Regions from separate parts of the Macaca mulatta genome. Here all the other regions are linked to region 1. A link is a contact called in public Hi-C data. All regions are on one chromosome and are shown on one strand. Each heading gives the region's core, a stretch centred on a gene start, on an enhancer-like site or on the middle of the called end of the contact. The rest is flanking DNA. Distances are from core to core; before and after follow the strand shown. Region 1 holds the start of CBX7 (chromobox 7). Region 2 holds the start of CBX6 (chromobox 6). Region 3 holds the start of RPL3 (ribosomal protein L3). Region 4 holds the start of APOBEC3C (apolipoprotein B mRNA editing enzyme catalytic subunit 3C).

Region 1 (3,435 bases), core at 586-3,085:
AAGAAAGGAAATTAGTCGGGCATGGTGGCAGTTGTCTGTGGTCCCAGCTACACAGGAGGCTGAGGCAGGAGGATCGTTTGAGCCGGGGAGGTTGAGGCTGCAGTGAGCCATGTTCATGCCACTGCACTGCAGCCTGGGTGACAAGAGTGAGGTCTTGGTGCCAAAAACAAAAAAGTTTACAGTCCAACCCCATTCAGTGAGTGAAGCCCCTCCACTCCAGAACTTTACAACCAAAATATGATACCTCCTCATAGAGGCTTTCCCTGATGACCCTCTCCCATGCTGTCTCCACTGGCACCTTGCAGTTCCATTTCTGCAGAGCAAACAGCTCCATCTGAGGGCATCTGTCTGTATCTCCTCACTCACTGTGTGCCACCTCTGCAGAATGCCAGCTCCCTGAGGGAAGGGATGGATCCCTGGGGCTTAGACTGGTGCCTGGTACCTGACAGATCCTCAATAAATATTTTGAGTGACTGGCTGAAGGAATGATGGTCTCGCGCTCTTGTGCTACTCTGCGAGCTCCATCGTAGAGGGGGTTAGTGCTGTGCCTGCTTCAGGCTACACAGCACGAAAAGCACTGAGCTTTGTGGAATAAATTATCTTTTAAGTGGAGGAAACCCTAGGAAAAAGGAGAAGAAGGTGGAACAGCTGCCTCAATCAGAAGAGTAAAACCCCAAGTACAGCTAGAGGAAGAAAAGATGCTCTGACCACCTTGACCTTCACCCTTGGCCCAAGATGACAGGACTGAGTTTCCTCTATGGAGAAAGAAGATGGGCTGGCAATCAGCCCAGGTGAGCTCCTGCTCTACCTCTCTCTCTAACTCACTGGGTGACCTTGAGCAGGTCACTTCCTCTGCCTGGGCCTCAGTTTTTGTCTCTGTTAAATGGGAGTAGGTGACCCCCCTAAGGCCCCTCCCAGTCGGCCTGGAGCCTCCCAAAGGGCTGCAGGGAGGAGGAGACAAAGGGAGGACAGTAGTGAATACCAGGAGAGGAACTTCTCCCCAAGGATTTCCCCAGCCTTAGGCGGGGAAACAAGTGCACGGGAGGTGTAGACACCAGGCCGGGACAAAGTCCAGCCCCAAAGTGTGGGGTTCTGAAACCAGCAGAACAGACACCTCCTTAAATTGCAGGGTGTATGTTTTGAAGGAGAAGGCAGATGGGGTAGGAGACTAGGGGATGCCCTAGCGCAGGGGGCGGGCTTCAGAGCCCTGGACTGGGCTAGGAGTTGAGGTGGGGGTGGGGGCGGGAAAGAGGGATGTGCTTGGGTAGGGGTAGAGGGGGCGGGATCGGAAAAGGCCAAAGTCCAGCAGGAAAACTTCACAGGCTGGAGACTTTTCCAAAGCTGCACTTACAACTTGAAAGGACTTGGTGCCAAGCGTCCAGAGTCCCGAGTTCAAGACCCAGCTCTGACGCTAACGCGCTAGGCAAGTCCTTTCAACTTGGACCTCAGTCTCCCCATATTTATAATAAAAGGGGAGTGAGGCGGGATGGAGCTCAGGATCCCTATGTCCGATCCTAATCTCCAGCTCAGGCAGGCTCGGCCGGCACTAGCATCCCAGAGCGACAACTTTGATTCTACTCGCCCTACACGGTGGCAGGGAAACTGAGGCACGGGCTGGGGAGACGGGCCCAGCAGCGCAGGGCTGCCGGGGCCCCCGCGCCCCGCTTTCCCCTTCAGCCCCAGCGTGGAGGGAGCGGTGCTGGGAACGGGAGGGACCCCACCGGGGTCCTGGGAGCCGCCCCCGGGCAGCCTCACCTTCCGCACGCGCTTCTTCCGGATGCTCTCCACGGCGAACACCTGCTCGCCGATGGCTGACAGCTCCATGCGGGGCGGCGGGCGAGCGGGCCCGGGGCCGGGCCGGGCCGGGGGCGGAGCTGCGGGGCCGCGGCTGCGGCGCGCGATGCTAGGGCTGGCGGGGTCCCCGTCACCCTCGTCCGGGCGCGCACGCGCACGCGCACGCGCGCACACCCCCTCGCGCTCCCTCACGCCGCCGACGTTCCATTTTTGAACCTGCGCAACGTTTTCCTCGGCGCCAGCGAGCGAGCGCGCGCAAGGAGGGGGCGGGGCGGGAGCGCGCGGCCCGGCCGCGGGGCTCAGCTCGCGCCCTGCGGGTCAGCCCCGCCCCCAAGCCCCGCCCCCGCCTGAGCCCCACCCCCGAGATCCGCCCCCTCCGGGTTGCGATTGGGCCGCGAGCCGCGAGCGCGGCCGCGGGACTTATTTGGCTGGGGTCCCGGCTGGGGCGGGGCGGAGGCTCGCGAGCACCCTCTCGCTGTGGCGCCGCGGCGGACGTGATCCTTAATACCCAGGCGGGCGCCTCACAGCCTCCCGGCGACTGCCAGGGGCCAAAGTGGCAGGGCCCAGTGGAGCCGACGACAAAGTCGAGGCTCAGAGCGGGGAGGCCATTTGCCCATCTCTCGCAGCGGAGGAGACCGGGCCGAGGCGCAGCCCCTCGAGTTGCAGGAGACGCAGGACCCAAAAGGCTTCCCACCGTGTCCGGACGTCGCGGGGCCGAAGTCTCCCTCATCCGGCCTTGGCCGCGGCGCAGTTTGCCTGGTGTCCCCACGTCCGTCCACCGAGCCCTCCATCCGCCTTCCATTTGTCCATCCCCCCGACCCTCGATGGTCGGTACCGAGACGCGCGGGTCAGACGCGGGCGCTGCCTCGGGAGCTCCCGGGCCGGGCCCTCGTTCGCGGCAGGAGCGGCCGCCGTGGAGCTGAGGTCCCCAGGGGACGGATTTTGCCGCCGCGCTGCCCCAGCCTTCCCCAGCCCCGCGTGCACTGGGCGATCGGTGCGTAGTGGGGGCTCAGCCATTTGTGGCATGAGGTCCGAGACGAACTCTTGATTCCTCACCCCCCTTCCTTTTTCGCTAACGCGTCTCCATTCCTCGCTGGGAGCCCGGAGTCGTCCCTGCTCCTTCCTGCACTGACCCCAACTCCTGTCGCTCCAGCCTCCCCTCGGGGACTCGGGTCTGCCTGCCCTCACTGCACCCACCGCCCGAGTTCGCCCCGTCTTTTCTCTGGACCACAGCAGAGACCTCGCGGAGCTGCCGTCTCTCCGATCTTAGTGCCAGAGTGTGCTTCTCCAATGCAGATCTGACGGGGTCACCCTGTGCTTAAAAATTTTCCTCCTATTCCCCTCAGAATAAAATCCAACACCTCTTTCTGGCACACAGAAAAAGAGAGTAATAGATTCACACCTGACTTCATCAAGAGCAACGGAAGCCAGAGATATGCCATCATCTTAGAATTACATTTTCAGTGAAATTATCTTTCAAGAATTATGTAGCCAGTATGAGGTACATGTATCCAGAACGTAGATGAAATCATAACACGAATACAAAAACTTAAGAGTTTGCCACTGGCACACCCTCCGGAGGGAGATTCCAAAGCGGGAACTTCAGGCAGGAGAACGATGATCCCAGACAGAGTTCTGATG
Region 2 (3,435 bases), core at 394-2,893, 240 kb before region 1:
CACTTCTGCTTCTCTTCTCCAAAAAAGAGTCCTCCCACAAAGTCACCAGCTGTCGGGTGGGAGGGGGCCCTGAGGCATGTGTAGCACTACAGCGAGACAGGTGGCCCAGTGAGTTCCACCTGCAGCCTTGCCTGCCACCTAGGGCCATCTTGCCCTTCCTTTCCCAGACTCTGTTTTTTCTTGTCAAAATAAAATAAAAACCCAAATCCTCCAAGATGGCTTCCTCTGGAAGTTCTTCCCTCCCTAGCAGAGGCTAATATGCTATGCTCTCACTCCCACATCCTCATCCTCCAGAAATGGCCGGGAGTGGGGGGAAACTAAGGCTCAGAGCCCTAAAGTTAGTGGCCCAGCCTGGGTGATAAATTCAAAGAGAAGTGATTTTGAGGTCAAATTCAAGTTGGATCCCCAAGAAAGGAGGGGAGCCATGAAGAACAAATCCTGAAAGACAGGGAACGGAGGAAGCTGGGGGCAGGGAGGCAGGTGGTCCCCCAATCCTCTCCTTGTGCCCTGACAGGAGGTGGGACCCCACTCACTCTCCCCCTGGGTTCCAACTCCCAGCACAGTCATAACAGCTCAAACAAATGCCCCCTTCCCATGGGCATCCCCCACCTTCCTCAGCCACCCCCTTTCCTGGAGCCCTAAAGGCACCCTCAGACTCTGGTTTCAACAGGGAAGATTATCCCCAGTCCCAGGACCCTCTTGTTGAAGGTGAAGCTGGCTGAGGCTTGCCATCAGGGGCTTCTGGGGGGGCTCACAACCACCCCCTGCCCAGCTGGGGCCCCTCTGGAAAGGCCCGCCCGCTTGGGCAGCCGCGTATCTGTCCCTCCCTTCCAGGCCCCGTGCTGTGCCGGGGCTGGGGGCCCGAGAAGGGGATGCTGCTGGGGCTGGGCCAGGTTACCTTCAGAAGGAAAGTTTTGGGTTTGGGTCCTCTCTTCTTGGGCCCATACAGCTCACGCTCCCTCTCCCTGCGGCCGAAAAACACCAGAGGTTAAAAAGAGCCCCTTCCCGGGCCCCACTCCGCGATGCCCTCCCCGGCTCTCCCGCTTCCCCGCGCGGCGCCCCAGCCGAGCCTCGGCCTCGCCGCCCCTGCCAGCTTCCCCAACAACTCACTTTTGCTCGAAGGCTGCAATGAGCCGCGAGTCCAGGATGTTCTCCTCGGGCTCCCAAGTGCTGTACCTGCAGAGTCACAAACGCTCAAAATCAGGATGAAGACATGAAGACCAGAGAGGGACAGGCACGCGGCGAGAGCAAGCGCGCGCACCCCCACCCCAGGCCCCGGTGCCCGCTGCCTCCCCCCCCGCGACGCCCCCGGACCCCGCGACACTCACTTGATCGCCCACCCCTTCCATTTCACCAGGTACTCGATGCGTCCCTGAAAAACAGAGGGGAGAAAAACGGGGGTGGGGGTGGGGAGGATGCGGGGACGCGAGGAGGCGGCGGCGCGGGGCTGGGCGAGGGAGCCGGGCTAGCGGGACCGCTTCGCCCCGAGGGCTCCCGGCCCCGGCTCCGGCTGCGGACAGCGGCGGCCCGCCCCGGGCGGCGGCTCACCTTTCGGATCCGCCGTTTGATGATGGATTCGGCCGCGAAGACCCGCTCGCCCACTGCAGACAGCTCCATCTTGCTCAGCGGCACCCACAGCCCATAATACTCCCTGCGCCCGCGGCCGGTGCGGCACCGCTCGCGCACGCGCCGCAGCGCCCAGGCCCCGGCGGGCGGGAGCGCGGCGGGGCGCGCGCTCGCGTTCCAGCTGCGGGCCGTCACGTGATCCTCGCGGCAGGCGCGCGGTTGCCAGGACCTCCCCCTCTCCCGGGGCGGTTGCTAGGGAAAGTCGGCGCTAGCGGGGCGGGGGCGCGCGCTGGCTCTTAAAGGAGCCGCGCCGGCGGAGGGAGCAGCTGCCGGCGGACCCGATGGGTACCCGGCTTGTGGGCACGCTGCGGCCTTACGCTTATAACCCCCTCCCCCATCTTGCTGGCGCCCGATCGCTGACACCCTCTCCTCGCCTCTTAATCCCCACGCGAGTCTCACCAGGCCCCGGGCGGAGAAGGGCTGTGGAGCCGGAGTCTCTCCGCCAACCCGCGTCTCCCGCAGTAGCCTGCAAACAGTTAAAAATGATGCAGCAGAAATGCAGTTGCTGTTGCCTTGCCAGGCCTTGCGGGAATTTCTTTAAAACATCGCCCCCCATCCATTATTTATGTATTCGTGGGAGTGTGGTTTTGTAACCAGTTCAGAAGAGTTAAAACAAAAACGCCACCGCAGGAAAGGGGTGTGCAGCGAATGGGGCCGAGGAAGGCCTGGGTGACCGTGGGCATCTGACTGCGGCCGGGGTCTCGGGCGACACCTGCCCTCGCCCGGGAGACCGGGGAGGACTCGGCGGGTCCGGTGTGGCAGTGAGGGAGGGAGAGGGACCGCGGGCAGGAACGGGTCTCCCTGCACCCCACCTTGGGCCCACAGCGGGTCATCATCTGGTTATTCGGCAGAAGCCGCCTTCGCGGTCATATCTGTGTTTTCCGATTCCCAGCACCCCTCCCGGCCCCCCGACCCGGCCGCGTCCCTCTCCCCGCCCGCAGCTGCGCGAAGCTTCCGCCATTGCTCTGGGGAGCCCAGACCCCAGCTTCCTACTTGGGGAGGGGCGGGGGATCGAGCTGGGGCTGTCCGGGAATGGACACGAAAAACAGCCCTGCCGCGCAAAACGCTCCACTTTTTAAATGTTGAAATTACTTGAACTTTATTTCCCATTATGTTAGTAGTCTTGTTCTTTGTAAAACAATTTTTAAAAATACAGATAAAAAAGCAACTGTCCATAACTCCCATAAAACCATTGTTAACATCTTCACCAATCTTCCAGCCTCTGCTTTATGCCTACATGAACTTACGTACACCTGTGTACGTCTGTGTATGTATATGTATGTATATACATACACATTGTCTGTAGATTTGATTTTTTAACAAAATGGGATCACGCTATTCACACTGTTCTGGAATCTGCTTTTCTCCCTTAATGCTATAAAGTGGACATCTTTCAGTGTCATTAAATACAGATTTCCCCATCCTTCCAGTGACCACCTTGGGGTTGAGATGGGGTTGGGAGGAATGGGGATTGTGAAGAGTCAGGGTTGTATCTTGTGAACATCAATGGCTCATTAGGAAAGATTTTTACGTTTCTGTGCTACGATGCCAATTCTTGGGTTTCAAATCCACCATATCAAAATGTTAGTCTTTTCCTCCCGGCAGATTTGTCCAACTACTACCTTGAAAGAAATCCCTCTCCTCACTTAAAATAAGTATGTTCTAGGGAAACACCTATTTGCTGGCCAGCCCAAGGTGAGCTGCTGTGGTAAAAATAGAAATGTCCTCCTGGGAGATGTGGGTGGTGGTGGATGGGCAGGCGAGTGGAGTGGGTATGAGAGTGTGTGTGTTTGGGCTGAGGGAGACATG
Region 3 (3,435 bases), core at 601-3,100, 170 kb after region 1:
TTACTACCTACTTCTCATTCAAAGTGCATTTATGTTCTTTAACTTAAAAAATATCAGGACCCTAGATAACCAAATACCTGTCCAGCTTCAATTCTCTTCTACAGAAACCTCTGGAGGCAGACAAGATTTGCTATTTATCTGGAAAATTCAAGTGTCCTAAATATAACTGGGACACAGAAATAGCTCTGAGCTCAGTTTAGAGTCAATATCAATTGTCTAACGTTAATGTCTCCATGGCTCAGCAACCAGTGCTGTTAGACATCTCTAAGTAGAAAACACACAGGTAAGTGGCCATTATTCAAGCTTTTAGGCGAAATGCACGTGAACAAGTAAAACATGAATGAGGCACTTCTTATTCCAGCCTCAGCAGCTCCAACCCCCCATACTAGTGTTACTTCTCTTTGCTAAGGCTCCTGGCAAATTTACTATGCTCTGAAAGCAATACCCCACTCCGCACCTAAAGCAAACAGTGCCGGCCATCTGTAGCCTTGGAATATTCCCGCACCTAAAGCGAACAGTGCCGGCCATCTGTAGCCTTGGAATATTAGTCTTGAGGTTGTCCGCTGTCACAGAAGTTCTGACAACCTGTAACTCCAGCTTAAAAAAAAAAGTCTGCCCTCTGCTAACAGCTTGACTCCATCTCTCCAGTTTCCCTCCCCCTCCACTCCTATCCCCCAACTTTCAGGAGGCCTGTACATACTAGATCCTGGCCTGTCGACTTCCCGCACGATGTGGGTCATGCCAGCCTTGTATCCCAGGAAGGCTGTGAGGTGGACCGGCTTAGACGGATCATCTTTAGGGAAGCTCTTAACCTTCCCGCGATGCCTGCTGCTGCGCTTCCGAGGCAGGAAGCCGAGCGACCCATGTCTGGGAGCCGAGAACTTTCTGTGAGACTGGGGGGGGGAAAAAATCACCGTCAGCACCAGACACCCAGCAAACCGAGTAAAAAGATAATTATCTCCTCCAGGCTCGCACATGTCAAGAATGTTTTTGTATTCAACAAAATTTAAGCTGAATCTAATTTCAAATCCTCTCAACCTGTAAGAAAACGAGCCATCCGTTTTTTTCTCTAACACCACACAAAAATACACTTAGTGACACTAAAAACTGCTCAACAGGCAGCTTTATGTGCCAATTAGCAAGGTTTTGACCACTAAAGAAAGGCACTCCAGGGACAAATAAATGCTGGGTAGCAACTAGCCAATACTACGCTATGGGCTGCCTCTAGCGCCCGGACACTAACTACACCGATACACGTAGGCCAGAGAACTCGGCAGAGCCAAATCAGAACATGACAATCAGCACACAGTTTCTGTCCGCCCGTCAATAAGTTCATCATCTGTGGCTTCTGGGAGCTCCAGAGGCCTTCGGAGTGCACAAGCGGTCCCAGATATTTCAAGAGGACTCCACAACATTCTCCTCCCGCAAGCTTCTTTACCTCCCAATGAGAACGGTGCCGAGAACCCCCACCCAAGGTCCTCCTATCCAGACAAGCTGCTTATGGGCCCTAATCCCAACTAATGATGGAGTTGGTGAGATCGAAACTCAGCAATGACTCATGGCTTTAAAAATGCCGGGCCTCCAAGCCTGCTCCCACCCTTACGGCCTGTCTCTGGCCGACCTGCAGGCCCAAAGCCAGTCCTCCAAGCGCTCTTCTCCACAAGCCTCTCGACTTTCCAGAAAATAGGCCTGACTGAGGCCCCCGCTGGGTCGCCTGTGCCCCTAGAGCAAGCCCCGGCGCCGGCCAAGCTGGGATGGCGGCGATGCGTCGCGGATTCAGCCGTGCCGACGCCGGTGACAATGAATCGGACGCCATTACAGTACATACCATCACGCCATCAAATCCCGCCGGTAGAGGTCGACTTGTTGTCGGTGTCCGCTATATAAAGTCAGATCTGGCTCCGCCCCTTCCGGCGTGCGAGCGCGCCCCCGCGGCAGACGTCGGGTCGGGGGGCACGTACCGAGCGCCATTTCTACGCATGCTCTTCCGCGCCTAACTTTCGTTCCGAGGTGGACGTCAGCTTCTGGGACCGAAATTAGACACTCTACGGCGAGGGGTCGGGTTCAAACTTAATGAAAAGCCACGGAGAAGCGGGCTGAGGGTTTGGTGTGCCACAACTCTACGGCGTCCGGCAGCAGCCAAATTTGATAATAATGAAGAAAAATGGCTGCGTCGCTTTTCTTCCTGTGATATGCAGCTATCTCTGGAATTGGCGAGGAAAGACTGAAACCCTTGTTTCCTGGCTCCGACGCTGGTTTTGCCGCGACACCAACTTGCCTTTAATACCTTTAATCTCGGGCATCCTTCCCTCAAGCCCTGTCTCTACCATTTCTCCCATGCTAATGCAGTGGCCTGCACTTGATTCTGAGAGTCTCAGGAGCGTCCCAAGCCTGCGGAACGGCCTCACGACCTCGGGTCATGCCGAGTCCAGCTGCCCAGCCTCCCTGAGCCCCACGCCTTCCAGACCTCTGCATCAACAAGGACTTTCGCTGATCTCCGCTTGGGCTCCAGGGTAACTCGGGTCCTGACCGTTTCCCTGCCTACAGGCTCCTCCCTTACGAATCTTTTTTTTTTTTTTTTTTTTTTTTTTTTTTGAGACGGAGTCTCGCTCTGTCGCGCAGGCTGGAGTACAGTGGCGCGATCTCGGCTCACTGCAACCTCCGCTTCCGGGGTCACGGTTCAAGCAATTCTCTTGCCTCAGCCTCCCGAGTAGCTGGGATTACAGGAATGCGTCCGGCTAAATTTTTTTTTTTTTTTTTTTTTTTGTATTTTTAGTAGAGACGGGATTTCACCATGTTGGCCAGGCTGGTCTTGAACTCCTGACCTCGTGATCCGCCCGCCTCGGCCTCCCAAAGTGCTGGGATTACAGGCGTGAGCCACCGCGCCCGGCCCCCTACAAATCTAAGAATCAAGTATCTCGTTACTTTACAAGGATCCCTCGTCGTTTCCTCGGAATTAAGCATCAACTTCAGCGGCCACGGAAGACGCTCTCCTAACCGTCTACTTCAGCCTCATGGCTGAACCCTAGCACACGCTCTCATATCACCTTCTGCTTCCTCCGTCCCACCCTGTCATCTTTTATTCTGGGCCTGGCCTTCGCTCCCACCGTGGTTTAAAAAACATTCTCTCGGCCATAATCCCAACAATTTGGGAGGCTGAGGCAGGCGGATCACCTGAGGTCAGGAGTTCTAAACCAGCCTGGCCAACCTGGCGAAACCCCGTCTCTATCAAAAATACAAAAATTAGCCCGGCACGATGGTGTGCGTCTTTAATCCCAGCTACTTGGGAGGCTGAGGCGAGAGAATCGCTTGAACCCAGGAGGCGGAGGTTGCAGTGAGCTGAGATTGCCAGTGCATTCCAGCCTGGGCTACAGAGCGAGACTCCGTCTCAAAAAAAAAAAAAATCTCAATCCTCACACCATCCCCAAAGGACAT
Region 4 (3,435 bases), core at 461-2,960, 140 kb before region 1:
GAGGAAGAAAAGTGGGCCCAGGGGACGGGCGCTCAGCATACGGAGGACCGGCACCAGCACTGGTCTCTGAGTTCCCTTAGTATTTATTGATCACTATCTCTACCATCTTGGTGAGGGGGACGTGACAGGACTGTAGGCTAATAGTGGGGAGGGGGTCAGCAGTCCCTGATGTAGGGTCTGGCCCTATGGGGCTTAGCAGGTATTCTCCCCGTGTGTGGAGACGAGTGATTGTAAGAAATAAAGACACAAAACAAAGAGATAAAGAGAAAACAGCTGGGCCCCGGGGGACCACTACCACCAAGACATGGAGACCAGTAGTGGCCCCAAATGGTTGGGCGCACTGTTATTTATTGCACACAAAACAAGGGGGCAGGGTTAGGAGGGTGAATCGTCCAAGTGATTGATAAGGTCAAGCAAGTAACGTCATCATAGAACAGGGGGCCCTTCCCTACAGGTAGTCAAAGCAGAGAGGGAAGGCAGCGTACGTCAGCGTTTTCTTCTATGCACTTATCAGAAAGATCAAAGACTTCAAGGCTTTCACTATTTCTTCTACCGCTATCTTCTAAGAACGTCAAAGAGGAACCAGGAGTACGTGAGGAACATGAAAGTGGACAAGGAGCGTGACCATTAAAGCACAGCACTACAGGGAGGGGTTAGGCCTCCGGATGACTGCGGGCAGGCCTGGATAAGATCCAGCCTCCCACAAGAAACGGGTGGAGCAGAGCGTTCCCTGACTCCTCCAAGAAAAGGGAGACTCCCTTTCCCGGTCTGCTAAGTAACGGGTGCTCTCTTGGCAGGGGCGTCACCGCTTGACCAAGGAGCCTTCAAGCGGCCCTTACGCAGGTGGGACAGAGGGCTCACCTCTTGTATTCTCGGTCATTTCTCACAACATCCCTTCAGCACTTGACCATATACCCACCAGTTACATAATAATATTGATATTACTCTTAATAAAGGAGTGTAATATTAAAGAGTAATAAAGAGTAATATTAAAAGCTAATGATTAATGTCTATACTAATGATTGATAATGTCCATGATGATCTCTACATCTAATTTGTATTATAACTATTCTTATTGTAAGTATATTCTTTACTATACTGAAACAGTTTGTGCCTTCAGTCTCTTGCCTCAGCACCTGGGTCATCCTCCACCCACACCTCTGAGGGGCTGACCTGCGCCCCACCTTCTGGAAGCTGGGAGGTTGGAAGAGGGAAGGCATGCAATGGACCCAGCACACAGCTGGGAACTTGAGGCACACCTAAGCCTTCACTTGTGCTGTGCGGAGTCCACACTTCCTTCCCCACTGGAGTCTCAAAACCTCCCTCACTCAACAGGGAGGTGCTGCTCCAAGTTCTGGGCACACATTAGGGCTGGGGAGGGGGCGGTGGAGAGGGGGCTCCAGCCTGTCCATCCACCAGACAAGGGGGCACCTGCCCCTCTCTCAGCCTGGTCTGGACCCGCCTCCCAGGCTCTGGCTGCAATGCCTTTCTCTTTCTCTTTCTTTCTCTTTGCAATTCCGTTGGGTCCTGCCCAAGACAGATAAAGACAGAGCAGCCTGTCTTTGTCTGAGCTTCCTCTGCCAGTGGGAGGGGCCAGAAGAAAACCAGAAAGAGGGCCAGAGTCAGAGAAACGTAAAGCACCCCAGGGTCTCCCACACCAGTGCCTGAGCAGGAACGGGGAGGGGCCATGACTCACAAGGCCCTGGGAGGTCACTTTAAAGAGGGCTGCCCAACTGCAAGGACTCTGTAAACGGGAAGAGAAGCCACAGCACTTCAGAAAAGAGTGGGACTGGACAAGCGTATCTAAGAGGCCGAACATGAATCCACAGATCAGGTACCTCTGCCCGCTCTGTCTGCCAGGCCCCTCCTGCCCCTTCCTGCCTGGTGGTCCTGCTGGGTCTCAGCCCTGGCCTCCCCCTGCCCCAGCCCCACCTCTGGGCTCCCTCCCCTCTGTCTCCCCCGCCGCCGACACTCCCAGCCAGGCTCCTTGCCCTGCTGTGTGGTCGCCCCACTGCTGCTTCTGAATGGGCCACCTTCCCCACCTGCACCAGCCCAGGCCCCCTGCTGAGACTCTCCCCAGAAAGTCACCAGCGGGCTGGTGCTCCCCACCCTGGGAGGGTGCTCCCTCTGTGCGCTTCCCACCATTCCTGAGCTCTGGAACTGGGAGAATTGAACCAAAGGATGATTGGGTCAATCCGACATTTTGTTCTCAGCACTTTGATGAAATTTCTGTAAGATTTACTTTGTTTCAATATAAAGTCTTAGGAGAGGGTGTGGGGGAGGGAATGGTCTCTGTACCAGAAAATAAGGCATTTCTTCCAAAGATGCCACCAGTGTGAACAGAGGAGGATGCATATGACCCCAGACACAGGCTCCTCCTTCGTGAGCACCATTCCCCTTTTAAAATGACCCTGGTAACATGGAATGTAGAAAAAATATGATGATTAGGACAAATACCCTTATTTTACCCAGGGCACGGTGGCTTATGCCTGTAATCCTAGCACTTTGGGAGGCTAAGGCGGGTGGATCACTTGTGGTCAGGAGTTCGAGACCAGCCTGGCTAACATGGTGAAAGCCCGTCTCTACTGAAAATACAAAAAATTAGCCAGGCGTGGTGGCGGGCACCTGTAATCCCAGCTACTTGGGAGACTGAGGCAGGAAAATCCCTGAACCCGGGGGCCGGAGGTTGCAGTGAGCCGAGATTGTGCCACTGCACTCCAGCCTGGGGGACAGAGCGAGATGCCATCTTAAAAAAAATAAATAAATAAAGGTAGCCTTGGCCTGGGGAATTCGGTGTGATATCATCATCGGACAGGTGAAATGGGAGGAAGGAACTGAGCTGAAATGTTCAAGCAATTATTTCAGGGTGAAGAATTTTATTGTCTGTTGCATTTTCCTAATGGGTTGGGAGATGTGTGGCAGAAAAACTGGGAGGTTGAGGGTGTCCCATTGGTAGCCCCAGAGCTGGGGTTCCAGATGGGAGAGGTCACTGCAGCCCTGCTGCCCCTGCCAGCATCGCCTCCTCTTTCTCTCTCCCAGTCTTCCTGCCTGGGAAAGCAGCAGACATTCTCAGGACTGCGGAGGGATGGGGGAGGCCCAGAGCCCAGGGCCGTCTAGGGAGTGGTGTTCAGTGGGCATCAGCCCCCAGGACTCCGGCGGGGGGGGTCTCTGCATTGGGGTTTCTCTCTTGTGCCCTCAGAAACCCGATGAAGGCAATGGATCCAGGCACATTCTACTTCCAATTTAAAAACCTATGGGAAGCCAACAATCGGAACGAAACCTGGCTGTGCTTCACCGTGGAAGTTATAAAGCAGCACTCAACTGTCTCCTGGGAGACGGGCGTCTTCCGAAACCAGGTAGCACCAAAGTCTTAGTTGCACCCCAAATAGGAGCTAAGCAGCTGGGAATGCAGAAAACACAATAAGTGACGTGCCT

Evidence for each region. Hi-C and Micro-C count contacts between places; a contact is called where the count stands out from the background.
Region 2: a contact with region 1 is called in a Hi-C map of fetal cortex germinal zone, with 4 times the contacts expected there. The contact joins the promoter of CBX6 here to the promoter of CBX7 in region 1. A contact is called at or near these places in 6 of 14 Hi-C or Micro-C datasets (CD4 T cells, blood, cortical neurons and 3 more).
Region 3: a Hi-C map of cortical neurons shows a contact between it and region 1, with 4 times the contacts expected there. The contact joins the promoter of RPL3 here to the promoter of CBX7 in region 1. A contact is called at or near these places in 9 of 14 Hi-C or Micro-C datasets (CD4 T cells, blood, cortical neurons and 5 more).
Region 4: a contact with region 1 is called in a Hi-C map of blood, with 3 times the contacts expected there. The contact joins the promoter of APOBEC3C here to the promoter of CBX7 in region 1. A contact is called at or near these places in 2 of 14 Hi-C or Micro-C datasets (blood and cortical neurons).

What each region holds. Positions count from the first base shown.
Region 1 is chr10:12,407,603-12,411,037 of T2T-MMU8v2.0, reverse strand. CBX7 (chromobox 7) reads right to left here and starts at 1,835. Exons shown (of 6, transcript NM_001260773.1): 1 at 1,756-1,835. The coding sequence starts at 1,824. All of the region lies in intron 1 of LOC144331700 (a long non-coding RNA gene), which reads left to right.
Region 2 is chr10:12,649,698-12,653,132 of T2T-MMU8v2.0, reverse strand. CBX6 (chromobox 6) reads right to left here and starts at 1,643. Exons shown (of 5, transcript XM_015150377.3): 1 at 1,549-1,643; 2 at 1,329-1,372; 3 at 1,111-1,176; 4 at 899-965. The coding sequence starts at 1,617.
Region 3 is chr10:12,240,025-12,243,459 of T2T-MMU8v2.0, reverse strand. RPL3 (ribosomal protein L3) reads right to left here and starts at 1,850. Exons shown (of 10, transcript NM_001193554.1): 1 at 1,829-1,850; 2 at 701-893. The coding sequence starts at 1,831. LOC114670668 (small nucleolar RNA SNORD43) reads right to left here and starts at 1,344; the gene lies at 1,281-1,344.
Region 4 is chr10:12,546,131-12,549,565 of T2T-MMU8v2.0, reverse strand. It overlaps APOBEC3C (apolipoprotein B mRNA editing enzyme catalytic subunit 3C), which reads left to right and starts at 1,710. Exons shown (of 4, transcript NM_001114359.2): 1 at 1,710-1,834; 2 at 3,200-3,356. The coding sequence starts at 1,818. LOC144331706 (a long non-coding RNA gene) reads right to left here. Exons shown (of 3, transcript XR_013399075.1): 3 at 260-2,556.